Linked DNA regions of Mus musculus: region 1 is linked to region 2. A link is a contact called in public promoter capture Hi-C data. All regions are on one chromosome and are shown on one strand. Each heading gives the region's core, a stretch centred on a gene start, on an enhancer-like site or on the middle of the called end of the contact. The rest is flanking DNA. Distances are from core to core; before and after follow the strand shown. Region 1 overlaps Klhl5 (kelch-like 5). Region 2 has its middle 37 kb from the start of Gm3716.

The links. Promoter capture Hi-C pulls out the DNA fragments that hold promoters and counts their contacts.
Region 1: a promoter capture Hi-C map of liver shows a contact between it and region 2, with 2.4 times the contacts expected there. The contact joins two enhancer-like sites. A contact is called at or near these places in 2 of 39 promoter capture datasets (liver and stem cell-derived epiblast-like cells).

What each region holds. Positions count from the first base shown.
Region 1 is chr5:65,149,207-65,151,906 of GRCm38.p6, forward strand. The region is part of intron 5 of Klhl5 (kelch-like 5); the gene reads left to right. Among named protein-coding and RNA genes, the nearest start is that of Klhl5, 19 kb to the left of the region's middle. Within about 2 kb of position 1,320, at least 17 of the 459 cell types and tissues checked have an H3K27ac peak or open chromatin away from gene starts, as enhancers often do. A contact at or near this core is called in liver, where this site is marked.
Region 2 is chr5:64,646,240-64,648,939 of GRCm38.p6, forward strand. No RefSeq gene overlaps it. Among named protein-coding and RNA genes, the nearest start is that of Gm3716, 37 kb to the left of the region's middle. Within about 2 kb of position 1,377, at least 134 of the 459 cell types and tissues checked have an H3K27ac peak or open chromatin away from gene starts, as enhancers often do. A contact at or near this core is called in liver, where this site is marked.

The sequences.
Region 1 (2,700 bases), core at 70-2,569, 500 kb after region 2:
AATGCACTCTGGGAAACAGAACGTGCTATAAATATAAGGCCAGGGTTTCAGAGTGGAGACGCCCCTCACAGTGCATCCGGAGTTGTCCGTCCTCACTTGCGGGCACAGTTTCTCCTTTGTACAGTTTTCACTGGAATCGAGAGACTTTCCCGGCAGGTTTTTTTTTTTTTTTCCTTCTGCCTGTCTCGGGCACTGAATAGAGAAAGAGGCCTTGAAAGCAGAGTAGGTGAGAGCGCTTGCTGATTCAGGCCTGACCTCCTTTTCTTTTTCTTTTTCTTTTTCCAATTATTTAAAGCGCCACAAATGTTGCCTTGTTGTATTAATTCTGCAGATAATGCATCATCGCTGTCCAGCATGAGTAGACGTTGCTGTTTGCACTCTATCTAGCAGAGAGAGGAGTCACTGCCAAGGCTTCAGGCCAAGGCCTCCCTCTTTACAATGGACCTGCATGAATGGATGGCAAGTCGGGGAAAATAACATAATAAAGTAATTCTCTTGAAATCATATTTAAAGAGGGCACTTAAATTTCCTTGCTTCCTAGTAGATATTCTCGCTTATTCTTTTCTAGATGAAAGAAAGTAAAATATGAAAAATCTTATTAGGTGTTGGAAAGAGCCTGAAATATAACCACATAGCACGGAAACATGATTTCAGTTCTGCGGTCTGAAGGGCACTGTGATGTGGCAAGCTTCCCACCAACCTTTAAAACTCCTGCTCCTGTGAACTTGGGGATAGGACACTTCCCTGAGTCCTTAAACTTGAAAGGCAGGAGGTCATTTTGGCCAACACCTGGGGTACAAGCGAAGCATCGGGCCAATACAAGTACAAGCAGATGTTCAGAGCCACCAGATAGCTGCTCGCTTCCCTGTCCTCCCTCAAGTGTGGCTCTGCCTGCCTTTACTGCTGACTAACATGGAGCTCCTGAGAGCCAGAGCTAGGACTTGGACCCAAGTGCAGCTCTGTGCCCTTTCCACAGACTCGTCTGTCCCTTAAACACACTGTGTATAAAGCTACAGAGTATAGGTTAAGGGGAAACAATACAAACAAGGTGAGGTTACAAAGTGCTAAGCAGAGGTCATGCTAGGAGAGGGAGCAAGATGTGAAAACAACCAGGGACCCAAAGATCAAAACAACAACAACTGGCAGAGAACCAGAGTGGCCCTCCTTACATGTCATGTGATCTGCATCTTGTACTAGCCATCAGAGGTGGCTGGGGGAGGAGGGTGGGTTCCAGGAAAGAGGCCAGATTGCACACTGCTGGGAAGCATACACTATGGAAGGTAAAGAACACTTACTCGACTGGAGCTCAAAAATAAAGAGGGCAAAGTTAGGCGATCAGGCTAGAGAAGGACTTTAACCAGATTGTTAACCAGAACCTTTCAGCATGCCAAGGAGTTTGCACTTTATCCTAAAAGCAACGAGGAGGGTAGAGGAAGGGTTTATCATAGGAATGGCATAATGTAACTCTGTTTGGCGAGAACACTATAAGTGCACTGCGGAGAATCAGGGTCAACACTAGAAACCCATTAGAAAGGTGTTCAGCCAGGCGAAGTAGACACTCAGGCAGTGCCAGAGAGAAGTGACCAGAAACTGACGAAACTGAATGACTGGGTTAGAAGGGCCCAGAGTCACCCTGTGTGTGGAATGTGGTTAGAAGGTGAAGTCATTCGAGACAAAGAATTCAGTATGAGGGATAGCATGTAGTGTGGGAAGGGGAATGGAGAACCATTTTCCCAAAATTGCTTGGCACCTTAAATCTTAAATCCTCACGATATTAAGAGGAAAAATGGAAAAACTTACCAGCATGTTGAAACCCAAAGCAAAAGAATGATTCTGGCCAGGGAGAATGGAAAAGTACCAGGGATGGGCTGTGGGAAACGTAAAGTTCTGTGGCCGTTAGCAACCTACCAAAGGATGAGAGAGTTACTTACTACAACTCCATCCCATGTCTGAGGAGGAGGAAGTGTTATTGTCATCAGGTGCTACACAGAAGACAGACAAGGAGGGGACTCTGGTAGGTTAGCCTAGTGGTTCTTGAATTGTAGGATCGACATCACCTGTGAACGGTTTGAATTACAAATAATAACTAGACCTCATCTCAGAACTCTGTGAGATGGGCCCTAAAGACCACGGACTTGAGGGCCCATCAGATTTAAGACCCTGTCCATGATAAGGGAGCAGTAGTAATGCAGGAGCAAATATGATTGAGTTGGCTACAGTGCCCCGCACAATGTCAATAGTTACTTGGCCTCTGAGCTCTGAGCTGTTTTCCTTTCTTAAAATGATAATAGTAGGTTGCACTATGTAACACTTTTACTCTGTTGCCGCTGCCCCCCCCCCCATCCACCTTTGGTAACTTCCAATATGAATAGAATACAATGTATTTAGATGACTACTCCCTCCCTCTCCTCAAGGGACACATAGGCACAGGCATGGGCTCACACCCCACCCCACCCCCACTCAGGCACACACACACAGAGAGAGAGAGAGAGAGAGAGAGAGAGAGAGAGAGAGAGAGAGAGAGAGAGAGAGAGAGAGAGAAGAGCTTCATGGGTGTCTACTGTGCTCCACATAGCTGTAGAAAACTGACTGTGCCTCCCTCGGTGGCTGTCACCTGCCTAAAGCCCCTCCGCTAAGGGGAGAGCCTCCTGGGCTGCCCCTCTGTCCATGCTGGAGTACTGACCGGCTGGCGCTTGAGCT
Region 2 (2,700 bases), core at 127-2,626:
CCTTCTTGTGTGGCAATGTGTTCTCTTTCCCTCTCCTTCTCCCTATTCCTCTTCCTCTCCCTCTCTCTCTCTCTCTCTCTCTCTCTCTCTCTCTCTCTCTCTCTCTCTCTCACACACACACACACACACACACACACACACATATGCACATGCTCATACACCATTCACCGTATCCTTATCTTATGGGTTCAAGCAGATGTCAGTACCATGCCCTTGAAACTATATATGTATATGTATATGTGTGTGTGTGTGTGTGTGGTTACCCAGTGTTGAGTATTTTATTATAGCAAAACAAAACAGATTAATACAAGTAGAAGCTGATAGTGCCTTTAGGAGAACACAGAAACCCAAATCTGTCTCTGATGTTATCTCTTAAACTTTAAGGAAAGGAAAACCAAGGCGATTCACTTATAGTGAGAGTTTCATAAAGAAAACCTTTGCATCAGAGGGGGCTGCTAGGACTTCTAACATCTGCAGCAAAGGGTCACCTGCGCAGATTCCCTGCTGGCCCAAGTCAGTCGAGTGGTTAGCATTAGGTCAATTCGCATCTGTACATTCTGGGTAAGAATTGCATCACACCAATTTCTTTTTTAGCATCTTTGTGTTTTTCATTATAAAAAGGGCTGGGGATGTCACCCAGTCTGTAGACTGCTTGCCTGGCCTGCACAAAATCCTGGGTTCAGTCCCCAGGACTACATAAACAGTGTGTGTGTTGGGGGTGGGGGTGGGGGTGGGAGGTGGCAACTTGAGTCTGTGTATAATTCAAATTAGAAGAAAAGAGAATAAATGAAGTCTACATGTAGCTCCCACACCCAGATGACTATTAGTCTTCAAAATGATAGATTTTCACATATATAATCTTGGTAAGTGATGAGTTCTGTTTCTTTTCTCCATTTGTTTTGCAGGCTTTGTCAGTTTTCAATGAATTCTTTTGTCACAGGTGCCTTCCTCTGGGAGTTATGCGAGTTTTCAAGGCTGCATGAATTCTTAATCCCAGATCCCCTCCTGTCTGCCACCCAAGCCTTTCCCAAACCGATTCGTCCTAAAGTCAGGGTTCCGATGCTCAGAAGAGGCAAACTCAGGCAAACCCGGCTCGTCAGAAAACAGCCATGCCTGCTACAAAAATCTGTTGCCCCCAAACTCGCTAGTGCATTTCATTACCTTTCAACGATCGGTTTAGAATTATTCACCTCGCTGCCCTTAACTATCCACTTGACTGCCTTCATCATTAGCATGGAGGGCGGAACCGAGGCTGGCCTGTATTCTCTTCAGAGCCCCAGTCACTTCTGATTAGTGAATTGCTTAGAAAATGTCCTGAGCTCTAGCCGGCCACTGCCAGTTAGTGTCCTGTCCCGGAGAAGCGCTCATTTGTATTCTGTCTGTGGGTCAGAGTGGAGGCCACGGGTTAGTGAGGTGGGGGGTAGGGCAGCGAGGGCCAGCCAGCCTAATGGTTGCATCTGCCGTCTACCTTCTAGCTCCTCCCTCTCTCTCTCCCTCCCTCCCTCCCTCCCTCCCCCTCCTCCCCTTTCTTCTCCTCTCAGTCTCGCTCAGCTTTCTATTCAACAACAGCGAACAAAGTAAAATAATATAAAAATAAAACCGGAGTGGGGGTGGGGGGCTGCGGGAGGGAGACTCTGAAACTGTGACAATAGCAACCTCCAATCCGGTCACCCTTGCCTTCTTCCACCTCCCATGCCCTCCAGCTACTCAGAACGGTCTCTAACAAAAGACCCCAATTTGACCTCTGGCCGGCTAAAGCCGATTCAAGGCTTGGATTTGAATCTGTTTAAGCTGACTGAGGCTAGCCACAAACTAACCACATTCCATTTAGCAACCTTCAAGTCCGATACATTCATTTTCCTCTGGTTTTTTTTTTTTCTTTCTGTTTGTTTTTTTTTTTCTTTTGTTATGTTGTAGTAGATGGTGACTTTTTAGTATGTTTGTTTTTTGTTTTGTTTTGTTTTTTCTTTGTAAATTGGATCCAAGTCAACTGGTATCTCAGATGTACACATAGGAATTCAAAAGGTGTAATAAACACAACCTCCTAAGTAAGATATCTGACCCCTACCTAACACTACTCCACCACTCTCCAGGGGAACCGTATAATATTTAGGAAAAAAAATACCATAGTATATTCTCTACTACTTGAAAGGAATTCCTGACAAACATTATATTTTCTTAAAAATTATACAGTAAACAGTGTTGCTTTTTAACGGGCTGGCAATATTGTAATTTATTGCTCAAAAAAAAATATGTCCATAAAATAGCTGTTCCAGCACTGGGGGCTCTGTGCTCACTAGCCGGGACACTCAGAGGTTCAGTACTCTCAAAGCAAACAGAGGTTCCTTGTGTGGAAAGAGCCAGTCAGGAAGTGCCTGCTGCTCTCCAGTAAATGTGGACACTCCTGCAGAAGCCAGGCTGTCTAGAGGGTGACAGGAGGGAGCAATGAGGGCAGGAAGCGACAGCTTCACTAGGACGGGACAATAAGTCAGATCTAGCTATCGGCCACTCCCGGGGAGGGAACGGGGTTGGCTATTCTTTTATCTTCTTAGACTTTAGCAAGATTGTTTTTAGGGGATTGAAAGACTGGTCTATTTGGCAACGTACTTGCCTGTGAGGGAGATGTTGCACACCGCTCTGGACTTCTATGAAGCATAGGAAACTGCTCTGTGGCCTTTTGTAGAACAGCTGCCACAAGCC